Regions from separate parts of the Ovis aries genome. Here region 2 is linked to region 1. Evidence: chromatin contacts called from public Hi-C data. All regions are on one chromosome and are shown on one strand. Each heading gives the region's core, a stretch centred on a gene start, on an enhancer-like site or on the middle of the called end of the contact. The rest is flanking DNA. Distances are from core to core; before and after follow the strand shown.

What was found. Hi-C and Micro-C count contacts between places; a contact is called where the count stands out from the background.
Region 2: a Hi-C map of liver shows a contact between it and region 1, with 4 times the contacts expected there. The contact joins the promoter of FAM43A here to the promoter of XXYLT1 in region 1. A contact is called at or near these places in 10 of 16 Hi-C or Micro-C datasets (blood, hypothalamus, liver and 5 more).

The regions. Positions count from the first base shown.
Region 1 is chr1:193,137,480-193,145,299 of ARS-UI_Ramb_v3.0, reverse strand. XXYLT1 (xyloside xylosyltransferase 1) reads right to left here and starts at 3,478. Exons shown (of 4, transcript XM_027957138.3): 1 at 2,860-3,478. The coding sequence starts at 3,363. ACAP2 (ArfGAP with coiled-coil, ankyrin repeat and PH domains 2) reads right to left here. Exons shown (of 22, transcript XM_060419307.1): 22 at 6,847-7,820.
Region 2 is chr1:193,682,932-193,690,751 of ARS-UI_Ramb_v3.0, reverse strand. It overlaps FAM43A (family with sequence similarity 43 member A), which reads left to right and starts at 2,777. Exons shown (of 1, transcript XM_012108037.4): 1 at 2,777-5,801. The coding sequence starts at 3,707. The coding sequence ends at 4,972.

The DNA.
Region 1 (7,820 bases), core at 2,229-4,728:
ATAAAATAAAAGGAATAAAAGCAATTTAGCTGAAAATGATAAACCCTTATCTGAACACAGCCATCAAGTTGGAAGCCCCCAGACTCTCCTTCCTCATGCCGTGGTTGGGTGGTATTAACCCCTTCAGGTCATCTGCAGCTGCCTCGGGTCTTGAGTGATGGCTCTGGCTGTCAGAACCAGGGCCAGCAGAGGGAAAGAGTTGGAGCATGAAACACAAACTCCAAGGAGCGAGCCTGGCCCTGAGCCTGGACCTGCCCTAGACCTGTATTTACAGTGCCCACTATGTTCCAGGCACAGGCACCGGAGATAAGAAGGCACGCAGTCCACCGCGCCAGCCAGGTACATGAGGAAGACGTGCCTCTTGAGTGGAGGCTGCCTGGATGGCTCCAACAAGGAGATGGTATCTGAAGATGGGCGAGACTTAGCGATGCACAGAGAAAGTGTATCCTGGTGGTGGAAAAAAAGAAGCAGAGGCATGTAGGCTGGAAAAGTTGGATATATGACAGGACACTGTGGCTGGAGCTCAGGAAGGGGACAGCAGAGTCCTAGCAGCGGGGCAGAGGCCCAGGGTGTGACCTCTGACTCATTAAGGGAAACAATGATGATGTTGGTCTACAAGGTGGTGTCTGGAGCGCCAGCCAAGTCTGCATGCCCTGAGAGCCAAAGGGAGGCAGGGTCACCCGCAGTCACCCAGCTCTATCCAGACTGGCCCTATGATCAAAGGCTCTTGCTTTTCTCCCTTGAACTAGCAAAGGATTTCTCAAACACTGGAGTCCTAAGGAACACCTGGAACAGGCTGCCAGGCCCTTCCTCCCAAGACTGCAATTAGGGAAATCAGGATGGGCCCCAGGCTGAAAGAACCTCAGCTCAGACAGTGGACCCCAAGGCCCCTGCAGCCACAAGCTCCAGGACCTGGATTCTTGGCCTCCTGTACCATGGAATCCAGACCAGGTGCCTCGCTATGACTGGTGCGTGTTCCCAAAGGGTTCATTTGTTCTGGGCAGGGCATACACTGGATGCTATGGCAGAAAGCTGAAACAGAAAGCTGTGGAGGGCTGGGCACAGACTGTCCCCAATTCTAGGGGCATTCCTGGGGGAGGGTAAAAACTACGTAAACAGTGGTCAAGGGCCCAGGAAGAAAGGAAGTTACACTCTGGGCAGAGAGTAGAGCTTGTGTAAAGGCACATTCAGTACAGTTAGTAGAGGAAGGACAAGGAGGTCAGCTGAAGAGCCCGGCCCCACAACAGACAGCCCTGCCAAGAAATGAGGACTCGATCCTGTAGACAACAACAACAAAAAAGGGAGTTCCCTGGAGGTCCAGTGGTTAAGACTGAACTTCTGCTTCAAGGGACACAGGTCGGGGAACTCAGATCCCACAGGCTGTGCAGTGCGGCCAAAAACAAACACCAACAGGCCCCTGAACCCTGCAGGAGGCCAGCACTGGCTCCCCTTAGTCACTCACCCAGCACAAACACATGGTACACTACTCTAATCTTACCACCCCTCCCCCTTCCACCAGTCTCCATCCTTTAAGATCAGCTACTAAGAACCCGCCTGCCAACGTAGGAGACATGAGACACGGGTTCAATCCCTGGGTCGGGAAGATCCCCTGGAGGAGGGCATGGCAACCCACTCCAGTATTCTTGCCTGGGGAATCCCATTGGACAGAGGACTCTGGTGGGCTACAGTCCATTGGGTCGCATAAAGCCAGACATGACTGGAGTGATTTAGTGCACACTATTTCTATCCCAAAATCACACATTAGATCCCCTCTGGGCAACTATTAGGTCAAAAGGAGACATGTAATTTAACTGAGGCCATTAACACTAAGCTTGGACTGCAAGGAGATCCAACCAGTCAATCCTAAAGGAAATCAATCCTGAATATTCATTGGAAGGACTGATATTGAAGCTGAAATACTCGAATACTTTGGCCACCTGATGCAAAGAACCAACTCATTGGAAAAGACCCTAATGCTGGGAAAGATTGAAGGCGGGAGGAGAAGGGGATGACAGGGGATGAGATGGTTGGATGGCATCACCGACCAGATGGACATGAGTTTGAGTAGGCTCCAGGAGTTGGTGATGGACAGGGGGGCCTGGTGTGCTGCAGTCCATGGGGTCGCAAAGAGTCGGACACGACTGAGTGACTGAGCTGACTGACTGAAGAATACAATCTCTCCCAAGCAGAGCCAGGTGGTCCAGCCTGGAACAAGACGACTAGCTCTGCTCTGCCCTCTCCAGATCTTATATCCTTACCTCTTGGAGCACTTTCTTGCTGGGAGGAACCCGCTGCTTCTCTAAATGGGTTCATGACCCTGAAGAGAAGGGAAGGAGGAGGCACACTGAGGAGATGAAATGGTTCACATGGGCTGGGTTTGGGCTGGACCAGTTTCAACTGAAATCCTTAGAGCTATGAGAAATGTCACTGTAATCTGAACAACTCAAGCGGCCTAAGACCTTGTCCAGCAGACAGTGCACTTTCAAGTGACCTGCTCCATCCTCAAAAGTCAAACACTGAAAAGAATAAAAAGAGGGGCAGACTTAAAGGCACTGACTGCTGAAATCAACCACGCCAGGAAAGAGCGGGCACGCTGATTCTCCAGGGGGCCGCAGTTAAAGGGAAGCTAGGATCAACGAAGTCAGCTAATAGAGGCTCCGAGACACGCCCCCTGGACCATGCCTGCAGCGTGCTGTGAACGCACAATTCAGGTAGGGTACGGATTAAGGGCTTAGGCTTCTGCTGGCACTGGCAATGGGCATCGCAACTAAGACACCTCCCTCCTGACCCCTGGATCCAGGCCAGGCCCCACAATGACCGAGTCACCTACCCGGAGCCTCTAGCTGGGGCCCCGCTCACCTTGCATTTGAAGCCGGCGGCGGGCGGCAGCAGCTCCCGCAGCAAAACCTTGGCCACCTCGCGGCTGGCCTCCTCGCTTACGAAGTGCAGGTTAAGCACCTCGTGCGCCTCGAACTTCGCGAGGCGCAGCAGGGAGCGGAGGGCGACGCGGGCCTTGGCCTGCAGCGCGGCATTGTGTTCGGCCTTGGTGAACATCATCAGCAGGTGGTAGTCCACCGGCCCGGCCCCGCCGCCCTCCAGGCTCTTGGCCTTAGCGCCCGGGGCCGGCGCCAAGGATGCCCGCGCCAGCTCCAGCGCCGGCGGCGAGGGCGCAGCAGGGGCCCCGGCGCGGGCCTCCTTCAGCCTCTTGGTGGCGCTGGAGAAGGTCTCCCGGCCCGAGCCCAGGTAGTAGAAAGCACAGACCGCCAGCGCCGCGGCCAGCAGCAGCGCGCAGTAGTGGGAGCGCACAGCGCCCAGACGCGCCATGGCCCGAGCGCACGGGGGCCCGCCTCGGAGGAGACCCATGCGCCGCCGGCCCGCGAACAGATCAGCCGGCGAGTTGCGGCAGAGACCAGTATCCCGGCAGCAAGTTAGCAGCCCCGGTAGCTGGCGGCAGCCATGGCGGGGGCGGAGCCGAGCTGCCAATCTGCGGGCGCTGATACGCGGAGAGGCGGTGCCAGGCTGCCTGGCAGCCACTGGGTCCTAAGCTCAGAAGGATTACAGCGGGGTCGGGCGGTGAGCCCGCGGGAGTCCCTCCAGCGTGTTCGACAGAGGCGGTGAGGACTTGGCCACACAAGCCAGCAGGCTGTGCGGTCTGTGGAAAATGGCCCTCGTTAAGCGCACAGCCCCAGGCGCTAGAAACCGAAGCTAAGCCTTCGGAAGCAAAAAGACTAAACTGGACGCACAAAAAATGTTCTCTATATCTTTTCCCTCCTAATTTCTTGAAGGCTTTATGTCCTCTCCCTGACTCCTTTCACACCTTGGCGACTAGGGCTAAAGAATTTAAACTAGCAACTCCTTTCCCATTCTCGGTGAAGTAGGATTGGCACCCGAGGTATGAATCACTTGCTCACCTCACTTGGCATCTGAGGCCGACCAGAGGCAACCTATGGGTTGTAGCCACCAGGGGGGCCACCTGCCACAAACTTTGGGTGGTTCAGAGCTCCCCAGGAAGCTTGTGGTTTTTTTTTTTTAACAGACTTCAACACTTTAAAAGAGACTTACTGTATACCCAGTGGTTTTACAAAATTAACTGAGGTGTAACTGAGGTCACTTGCTCAGGTCACACGGTCTCAGCTTTGACAGTGAAGCAGACACTCTTCCACAGCAGAAGAGGGTGCCTATATTCTGCCAACACTAAAATCTAAGAAAACTTTCAGTTCTCTCTCCTATCCACAGAACAATGGTTATCAAAATTTTATTGGTACTAGCAGCACTAGGGAGCTTGATAAAACACAAAGGCTCAGGCCCTATTACCTTCAACGAGTCTGGGCCTTGATGGTGATTCTTCTGCAAGCCAAAGTTTGAAAAGCAGTGCCCTGGATTTTCACACAGTCAACCTCTCCTGCTTCAGACCTTGGCTTGGGTGTCCCTGCCTCAAAGAGTGGTCTCTAAACACCAGCCCTTGCAGTGTCCAGATGAGGCACCATCCTCAAGGATACCATAAGGGCCACCTAAGAACTACCCATTCCCATCTTTCTCTGCTGCAAGAAGGCAAAACTTCAAGAGAGCAGGCAGTGTGTCTTTCTTTAACCATAATATCTCCAGTAACTGATGGTGCTTGACTCACTGAATGAGCATCAGAAATATACCCACCCATTGTAAACCATCATTTTCATAACAGAATAAGGGAAAATGTACTCAAATATTTAGCCACAAGGGTAATGCAGAGCTAGGTTTATGATGACAAGATATTAAAATCAAATGTTCATCAGTAAAGTGAAACTAAAGATGCTGTTGGGAATTCTCTGGTGATCCAGTGGTTAAGAGTCTGCCTGCCAGTGCAGGGGACATGGTTTCAATCCCTGGTCCAGAAAGAAACCATACACCACATGACAGGTAAGCCTGTGCACCACTACTGAGCCAGCACTCTAGACCCCACAAGCCACAGCTACTGAATCCAAGTGCCTGCAGCTTGGGCTCTGCAACAAGAGAAGCCACCACAATGAGAAGCCCACTCGCCCACAACCACAGAAACCCTACACACAGCAATGAAAACCCAGTGCAGCCAAAAATAGGTAATTTTTTTTTTTTAATTTTTAGAAAACAAAGGTGCTGTTGGTGCTGTAGTCAACAAACTCTAAGTGGAAATTTTTTAAAGTGACAAATGGAGGAAGAACCTATAGATTTACAGACTCAACAGATACATTAGCCAATTGCAATGAATGGAACTTACATAAATTCTGATTTGAAAAATCTTTTTTTAAAGAACACAAGATACTGAGGAATTTGAATACTGACTACATAGTTTCATAGTTTAAGAAAGGTGATATAATTTTTTAAGAACAGTCCTTTTCCCGCAACTGTTTTATATTGAAATATATAGTTGATTAACAATGTTGTGTCAAGTCCAGGTGTACAGCAAAGTGATTCAATTATACACATACATGTATCTAAGTCTTTTCCCATTTAGGTTGTTACATAATATTGAGCAGAGTTTTCTGTATTGGACAGTAGGTCCTTGTTGTATACATGTCAACCCCAAACTCCTTAATTATTCTCCCCTCCCCAATCCTTCCTGTCTAGTAAGTTCGTTCTCTAAGCCTGCTTCTGTTTTGTAGATAAGTTCATTTGTATCACTTTTAAGGTTCTGCATAAATATACATATTTAGAGAGACATACTCAACAATTTGTTGAAATGTCTGGCACCTGTCTTTAAAAAATAGGGAAGAGGAAAAACGGGTACAAGTATAGATAAAACGATGTAAGTCATGAACCAATAGCTACTAAAGTTATTATCTCTACTTTTGAGTGTTTTAAAATTTCAATAAAAAGATTTTTTAAAATCCTCCCCAAAGTGATGCAGATTAAAGACTTAGAAACTTGTCCCTCATTTATTAAATGAAAGAAGCAGGTGACAAAACAGTTTAATCCCACTGTATATAAATACACACATTCAAAGGTCTAGAAGGGTATACACCATGGAAGTAATAGCGTCCCCCACACTTAATACTATCCAACAGAACTTCCTAGGGTGAATATATTCTATAATCTGCCCTGCTCAAAACAGTAGTCACTGGACACAAAGCTAGCGGCTCTGAAGTGTGGCAATTCAACACATGAACTCAACACTTAATTCTAATTAAATTTCAGTAGACACATGTGGCTAGGAGGTACCATACTAAACATCACAGGCAAATGATGGAATTAAGACGGAATTCTTTTTGCTTATCATTAACCTTTCCTACAATGAAAAAAGCACTGTTTTGTAATAAAGGAAAGTAGGCTGTTTTCATTTAAAACATTTACTATCGGTTTGCATCTCCTGGTCAAATAACTATTATGAAACTGAAGTGAAGTGGAATAAAGTAAATTACATATAATAGTTTTAGTGTCTGCTTTCACTTAACTTTTAAAGGAAAAGCAAAAGCAGGCAATTCACTTCCAGGTCTGTTCTTTTAAGCCTCTATTCCTTCAATCTCGATTCACGCAAAAACGTGTTTTTGTTTGTTTACTAAAAGGACTCAGTGTAAATGTGTTGCCTAGATTAGAAACTTCAACAGATATCTCAATCATAATGGCAAAAAAATTAGAGCTACAGCATAAAAATGCCTTTTGTGACTTTTAGCTAATGAACTGGGAGCCATACAGCTCTGTGGCAGGCAGAAGAAAATATTTAAAAAATCAAAACGGATTTCATGGTTGAAGCAATCAGCAAATAGGATCAATATGGACCAATTTGACAGGTAAGAAAGGAATACAGAACTGAAAATATGAAAAGCATGACAGTTAACAGGTATATCTGCAGTTGTAGTTCACAATAAAGTAGAAGTCTGAACATAAAAGAACTATGCCAGAGGTGAGATTTTTATTGACTTCACATAGTTTCTTGGCATACAAAGAATTTAATCAGGCAAATATTTACAATTCTTACATAATGTACATCTTAGAATAACTATAAAGATAACGTACTTTGTTCCATTTACAAGTGACATCCTACAGTAAAACTACATTCATGAATTAGATACAAATAAATCCTCTACATGCTAGTAAAAATTAAATGGATTGTTGGTTATACATTCTTTAAAATCTATCTTTTCACAGGTAGCAGGAAATATTACATGTAATAAGTCTCTATGACTGGAATGATCCAGAAATATCATGAAGCACAAGTAAACACATATAGGAAAGTAGCTCATTTCTGAAAGTTAACCTTTAGCCTTGGTGTAAAATAAATGGTGCCAATATTCTTTATAATGTAGGGAGCTTTCCCTATTTAAAATGAATATCCAAAAGGTTGGGAAATGTGCTGAGGAAAAATAAGAAAACCTAGTACATAAGACAGTGAAAAGAGCAATGTAGAAAAAAGTTTATTTCATCAAATCTTGCTTTCCTCCCATTATCTCATTTTAGTAGATAAATTTATATAAACAGAAAAGGATGCCCACAACATTGTATTTATAGATGTCAAGATTTGGCCAAATCTATGCCCCTTTTAGCTGTCTTTGTTTAGAAGAATCAAGGAATTGGTAAGCATATGGTGGATTAAAATTACCTTTACAACATTTTGCTGTTGTCAATGTTTGTTATTGCAAAAATATAAAATTCCCTACAATTTGATGTGTTCAAACCTTAATCTATTTCTTCAAAGTAATTTTATATCCAGTAATTTTATATCCAGAATATTTGGAGTCTTTTTTTTTTTAAATCAAAACACAAGGAAAGCTGGCAGTTGTTATCAGACTTTGCTGATCTATAATGATTTCAAATCGTTTTCATGACATGAGTGCCTCTGACTACTAGTCAGACAGGGGTTCTGGTGT
Region 2 (7,820 bases), core at 1,528-4,027, 550 kb before region 1:
CTGCTTGGACATGATGTCTGCTTTTGTAGAGTCTAGACTTTGAGATATGGACTAGCTAAAGGTCACTTAAGTCGCTCAGTCATGTCTGACTCTTTGCGACCCCATGGACTGTAGCCCACCAGGCTCCTTCGTCCATGGGATTCTCCAGGCAAGGATACTGGAGTGGGTTGCCATTTCCTTCTCCAGTGGATCTTCCCGACCCAGGGATCGAACCCAGGTCTCCCGTTAGAGGCAGACGCTTTAACCTCTGAGCCACCAGGGAAGCACAAGTTAATTTGGTGTGTTTTTTCTAGGATTTTTTTTGTTTGGACCACTTACTCTCTCTACTTCATTGCCACTATAAGATATTCCTGAAATGCAAGCAGAAGAGGAATTAACCTTGGTTTAAGTGGCTTATTACAGTCCTAACCAGCTCCTTCCAACATCTTGCCTCCATTAACCTATCAGTGCAGTTGAGGGTTAAGTCATTATAGCTCTGATCTAATGACATTCTGGGCCCAGCCAGCCATGAAAAGGCCATTCCTTCTCTTAGAGACTAGGAGAGCCCAGAAAGCATGATCAGGAGAATTCCTTGTTTGATCAGGAAATTTTCCTCTTTCACTCAAAGAAACTATTTAATTTATTTTGTTTTGGCTGCCCTGGGTCTTTGCTGCTGGATGCAGGCTTTCTCTAGTTGCGGAGAGCAGGGCCTGTTCTGTGGTTGCGGTGTGATCTTCTCGTTGCCAGGGCTTCTCTTGTTGCAGAGCACAGGCTGAAGGGCACGTGGGCCTCGTTAGTTGTGGTACATGGGCTTAGTTGTCCCATGGCGTGTAGAATCTTCCTAGGCAAGGGGTGGAACCCACGTCCCCTGCATTGGCAGGTGGACTCTTAACCACTGAACCACCAGGAGAGTTCTCCCGTTTCATTGTTATTAAATGCCAGCCTCAACTGCACATGTGCATTTTTATGTTCTATGTTTGCTATATCTGGAAAGCCCTTTAACTCTTTCCGGCTTGGGGATGTCTCATTCATTCTAAACATAACCACCTCTGTGGAACCTTCTTTGATTTTCCTAGTCACAAAGACTCTTTTCTTCTCCAGCTTCTCAGAGTACTCTGGGATCTTCGCAGGGCATTTGATCCACTCCGTCTTCTTGTTTACATGCATGTTCCATTCATTCATTCAACAATTAAGTGGTGCCAGGCACTGAGGCAGACAGGGTGCTCTCATAGAATTTACGTTCCAGCAGAAGCCCAGAGTTGGGTGAAGTTTATATCCTTCACTGGACTGGGAGTTTCTTGAAGACAGGAATTAGGTCTGTAAGATCCCAGTTCAGGGCCTGGTACCAAAAGGTACTCAGGAAAGTTAGTTAAACTGAAATTCAGTACCCATGACTCTAGCAAATTGAGTCGTGGCTCAGCTGGTAAAGAATCTGCCTGCAATGCGGGAGACCTGGGTTCGATCCCTGGGTTGGGAAGATCCCTGGAGAAGGAAAAGGCTACCGACTCCAGTATTCTGGCCTGGAGAATTCCATGGACATACAGTGAGTGCATGAGGTCGCAAAGAGTTGGACACAACTGAGTGAATTTCACTTACTTTCAAAGAAAGGTTAAAAGTTAGCAAAAATAGAGGGCCAGAGAATCCCCAGGAGGGATTATGGTTGTACTGAGATCAGGACCTGGCACGGAAGCCAGAAACATCCAGATCCCCAGAAGCCTGGGCCTGGAGAGTGGGAGGGTCTATTGTTCTCCTGTGGGATGAATTTGGGTGTTCCATGCAGGGTTATCAGGACAATTATTACACATTCCCGCTACAAGGGGTTTTGCTTTGAGTGAGTAGACCGTAGAGGAAAGCTGGGCCCAGAAATGAGTTACTAACCAAGGGTCAAGCCAGCCAGATGATTAAAGCGACAGTGTCAAGCTGGCACAAGAGAATGATTAATGTTAATCATTCTCATGGAGGGTGGGTGGGCATTATTTGAAACAAATAAAAGTCATTTGAATTTTTACTAGGAATTTTCATTCATAATGTGATAGTGATGTAATAAAACTAAATGACTGGCAAGCCAAAGTAAACTGAGTTCTTCACCCCACACCAGGTTTATTTAGAAACTGTATATATCTCAGAAAAGTGCTCTCCCGCTTAGGCCCTGACAGAAGGCAGGGCCACTGCTGGGAGTTAGGAGCTTATTTATCAAATACATACTTTAGTGTTCACTCCAACCATCTTATTACCACTCATCTCTCTTTTCACTATCTGCTCTTCACCTGTGGAGAAAGGGCTCCAAGAAAGTGAAAGATGTTTTCTCTGCCCTTCTTTATTTTCTTTGAAAGAATAAAATTCTGCGGAAAAAAATAGCACCCAGTCATTCTCAGAAAGCTCTCACACACAGAAAGAATTACTATTTCCCCAACCTTTTTTGCATATTAGAGTGTAAATCCCACCTTCCACCGCCTCCCCCAGAAGTTTCGATGGAGACATACATTTATTTAGTGAGTTGCAATTCAGCCTGGGGGTGGAGTGTCAGAATTCAAGTTGCTTTTCCTGCGGGGTAACCCCAGGTCTTGGAGATTTCTGTAGATATAGGGGATATTGGTAAATTTGGGATGAAATTGCCAGACTGGAGCGGTCTCCCCTTTCCCCCAACCAATGGCTGCAACCAGATCCCTTTAAGAGATTGGCAAACCGCGAGGCGTCCAAGCCTGAAACAGATCCTTGTCTCTGCTCCTCCCCTGTCCCCGCGCGGCGAATGGTTTGTGCCGGCCTATATTTACCCGAGATCTTCCTCTCGGACGGCAAGGATGTGAGGCTGGCGAGGCAGCTACCGCTCGTAGCACCGGAGAGGGCGCGCTGCAAAGGCTGGCAGCCGAGCCAGGGTATCCCGGGAGCCGAGTCAGACACCCTCCGGAGAAAAGAAATGAGGTAGCGACCGTCCCGGGAGCCGACCATGCGCACGCCTGGCCCTCGGAGCCCCGCGCTGCCCCCGCCGAGCCAGCCCTAACAGTGAGCCGCGGAGCCCAAGTCCTCGGCGTCCTGCCTGTGGGAAGATGCAGTGAGCCACGGGGGGATTGCTGCGCGGGGCCCGCCGCGGCCATCCGGACCCACCATCCGAGCGCACTTGGAGCAAGCAACTGCTTCTGGGACCCGCTCAACCAAGGGGCTCTCTGCCTCCAGCACCCCTTGGAGGTGGGGAGTAGCGACCCCTGGGTACACTCGCGGTTGAGTTTCCGCGGTTTCTGGCCCTAGCGACTGTGTGTGTGTGTGAGAGGGGGGCCCTTATTCACCTTCGCCGAGGAGTTCCTGCGTATTCTCGCACCACCCCGGCTGCTTTTTCTGGGGGCTTTTTCATTTATTTGCACGCGCACATCTCTTTTTTTCTAAAGACGTTTTCCGCCCCACTCTTGTGCTGTCTTTCTCTCATTTTGCCTGCTTAAGACTCTGCCCTGATCCTGCTCAGGCTGGGGTAAATCTGTGTGCTCCTTCCCTCCTCCCCCTTGCAGTTAAATCTTAAAAAAAAAAAGAAAGAAATTCGACCCCTACCTCTTTTGCTGGGTTTTCGAGCCTTATACACCCCCATTCCCCCGCCCCCACTCCTGATTGGGCCACTCCCAGCAGTTTTATTTTTCGGTCTTGCCCGGGCCGAGCCCGGCCGGGGCGGGTGGCTCAGCCGGGCTCTCAACCGGCGCTCCGCCGCCGCCGCCCAGCTGCGCGGGGGCACCCTCCGGAGATGCTGCCGTGGAAGAAGCACAAGTTCGAGCTGCTGGCCGAGGCGCCGCCACGGCAGGCGTCCAAGCCCAAGGGCTACGCGGTGAGCCTGCACTACTCGGCGCTCAGCTCGCTAGCGAGGGCGTGCCCCGAAGGCGCGCTCAGCCGGGTGGGCAGCATGTTCCGCTCCAAGCGCAAGAAACTGCACATCACCAGCGAGGACCCCACTTATACTGTGCTCTACCTGGGCAATGCCACCACCATCCAGGCGCGCGGCGACGGCTGCACCGACCTAGCGGTGGGCAAGATCTGGAGCAAGAGCGAGGCGGGCCGTCAGGGCACCAAGATGAAGCTGACTGTGAGTGCGCAGGGTATCCGCATGGTGCACGCCGAGGAGCGCGCGCTGCGGCGTCCTGGCCACCTGTACCTGCTGCACCGCGTTACCTACTGTGTGGCGGACGCGCGACTGCCCAAGGTCTTCGCCTGGGTGTACCGGCACGAGCTCAAGCACAAGGCGGTCATGCTGCGCTGTCACGCGGTACTCGTGTCGAAGCCCGAGAAGGCGCAGGCCATGGCCCTGCTGCTCTACCAGACGTCGGCCAATGCTCTGGCGGAATTTAAACGGCTCAAGCGGCGGGACGATGCGCGTCACCAGCAGCAGGAGCTGGTTGGCGCTCACACCATCCCGCTAGTGCCGCTGCGCAAGCTGCTCCTGCACGGACCCTGCTGCTACAAACCGCCGGTGGAGCGCAGCCGAAGTGCGCCCAAGCTCGGCTCCATCACCGAGGACCTGCTCGGCGAACAGCAGGAGCAGGAGCTGCAGGAGGAAGAGGAAGAGGAGCACGCGGAGGGTTGCCCCGAGGAGGAGGACCGAGCTGGGGAGGGAGAGCCGGCAGAGCCAGAGGCCGAAGCGAAGCGGGCGCTGGTGGTGGCCATGCACTTCGAATGCGGGGACTTGCTGGACACGCTGGAGAGTGGCCACGAGGAGGCGCTAGGGGGCGGCGGGGTCTCGCCGGGCCTTGAGGCTGGGTCGCCTCTGCTGCTGGGCAACACCTCCGACATGAGGGCCGAGCTTTCGCAGCTTATTAACGACCTGGGCGAGCTCAGCTTTGGCAACGACGTGCGCAGCCTGCAGGCGGACTTGCGGGTGACGCGCCTGCTGTCGGGCGAGAGCACGGGTAGCGAGAGCTCCATTGAAGGAGGGGGCCCGGATGCCAACACTGCCACCGCCGGGGACCCATCCGGCCCTGCGGACTGCGCCAGCCCAGACGAGCCCCACTCGGGCTGAGCTCCCAGCAATGTCCTGTGCGCACCCCTGGCGCCCGATCGTGACCCCGACGCGTCTCTCCACCACTTCCTTACCTCCCGACCTGGCCCAGGAAAGGGGAAATGGGACACTTGAGGCCCAGACCCTCCCTCTCTACACCCATACAAATGGCTGTGTTTGAAGCGGGGCTCAGATTGCAAGTGGAGATACGGGGGAGGGGAACCCTACAAGGAAGGGGAAAGAGGTCGCCATCTGGGGTCTGGGGAAGGGAAAGGCCGCTGGTGTTAGCAAGTTTCCTGTTTGTGGGGCAGCTGGGGCCTGAGGAGGAGGGGTTAACTTCCTCCCCCACCGGCCATCTGGGAGGGCCTAGCGTTGTCATTGACATGGCAGTTTTTGTGTGTGTGTGTGTGTTTTTTTTAATTGCTTTCACAGTGTTTGAGGCTTTAATGCCACCTCCTTGGACCCAGTCTTTTTGGTGCGAGAGCTTGGGTTGTTTACCTCAGACTCAGACCCTTGAAATTCTGCCAAATTCCTCAAATAACTAGTGGGGAAGGGAGAGGGGTGAAAGAAAGTCGCATTTTGTTTACAGTTATTGACATCCAATACCTAGAAAAAGTTTTCCTTAAGAAACACACACACCTTGCTCCTGCTCAAAAGATCTCACTCCGTGATACTGTGTAAAATATTTTTGCACTGTTGTGAAGTATTTTTGACATCTTTTTGGTTTCCTTGTACATAACTGTGTTCTCAGAGTCCAATGTTTATATCTTTTGCTGTGCAAAAGGGACATGTAAAATTTTGTTCAGTTGTATATACAGAAATGTGTATAAAACATTTTGTTATTTTTTAAGAGTAGCCGTGCTCTGGTTCTGTTTGCACGCCAGTGGGGAAGAGAATAAAGAGGAAAATTGAACAGAACAGGTGAGCATCCAAAGCTGCTTCAGAACATGCTTGGCCATGGGGGTGGGCGGGAGAGGGTGTGACGATGACTAGGATAGGGTTGGGAGGCTCATCTTTGTCCTTCGAAGGGCTTGGAGGTGATTGAGAAGGGGGAACCTGCTTTTTGCGTAGTCTGGGGCCTTTCTTGTCCTCTGAAACTCTGGGTACCGCAGCTAGGTCCGGATTCTTCGCTTATTCAGTTCTATAAGCATCAGCTGTTTTGACCTCTTTGAGGCAATTCTTGGAGATGCCGGGTCCTCACTGCCAGACCTGTGAGATGATTTAGGGAGGGGTAACTTTCAAGGTCTTCTAGGGTTTTACCACCTCCTGTGGTTCACCTTTTCCTTCCCAAACAGCTCAAGGAGCTGTAAAGATGAGAATTAGAGAATGGATGGAAGTCCCTATGAGGTTCTCTTAAGGAGTGGGAGCATCTCTGTTTTTCCTGAAAGGAAAAGCAAGGAGAAAGGAAAGTTAAGTTCTAGTCATGGCTTGAATGAGTCACAGTGCAGGTGGAGTGGGGTGGGGAGCAGGTGGAAAAGCCCATTTTCTTTCCTTCTACAACCCAGCCTGACCCAGTGGGAGAGTGGTTTGGAGGTCAAGGCAGAGGACTGCTCAGTCTGTGTGTGTGTCTTAGCGTTTTCATGCTTGCTCTGTGTTTGTTTCTGTTGTAAACTCCAAACAGATGTCTCGAGTTTGGCTGCACCCGATCAGCTGGAAGCTGTAATAAGATGCTGCCAAAACTGTGCCTTCTGCAAATTGTTTTTTTCCCTTTGCCCCTGTGGGCCCTTTTTTCCTATGTTGTAGAAATTGATTGCTCTCTTGGCCTTCCCTGCTGTCCTGAGGCCCTTGGTTTTGTTTTCATTGTAAATGTGTTCGGAGCAGATACACCCAGTGATCCTTAAGGAGTCTAGAATTCACTGAAACCATAGAGGAAGGAGGGGTTGGGGGGGGGGGTGGGGAGAAGAGATTTTTTTTCCTAATTAACAAGTTAATAGGTGATCCTTATTAGAAAAGCAAGTGTGGGTGGGTGGGAATTTGAAAAATATTCAGTCACTTCTTGAGGGCCTTAGAACAAGGTCCATCTTTCTCTTTTATTATATTTTGACTTGGTTGAGAGTCCCTATCCTTTTTCCTGAATACCTCAGATACACATTATTGAATGATGTTTTCAAACCCCCAGGTAGAGAGAGGTCAGGAAAGTCAGCTGTGTGGTCCATCACTAGTTTGCATGCTTAATCTCACATTTCAAATTATTGCCATACACGGCCAGGTTCCTCTGCTGTTTGAAACGGATGAGAGCCTTAATCAGGGTGAAGATCATTTGACAAATACTTGGAGGTGGGGCAGAGTCTACATGTCATCCTTCTTAATCCAATTGAGTCCAGAGAGAATGCCATGGTGGCTTTTGTCTGTGATTAATGGGGTTACAATGATGGGTCAGAAGATTCAGACGAATGACATTCAACACCAATACCATCAATAAATATAAGACAACTATGTCTTTAAAGTCTGATTTTTCCTATTCTCTGATTTATAAATAGGGAAGGGGTGTTTAGAGGGTGAGGAAGGAGGAGGAAGAAAATAAGCAGACTGCAGAAGAGTCAGCTTCCTCTACCCACTGCGCCCTCCCCTTCCCTCTTTCCTCCCCTCTACTTTTTGGCTTTTATCCCCACTGCACCCCAGGGCTCTGGCTGTTGTAATTCTAGATGCGATAGGAAGGTGATACATGATTCACCTCTTCTTACATCTCAGTCTTCCAGGGATGATATCACTAGAGTAAGGAGAGATGTTTTGAATGAAAAAAACAAAAACCCGAAAACCAATTTACTCATAACACTCAGAGGGAAAAGAGTGGTGTGGCATAAGTACAGTGAGGCAGAGGAGATACAAGTTACACATTATGGAACGCACCTGAGGTCTGGTTTATTCA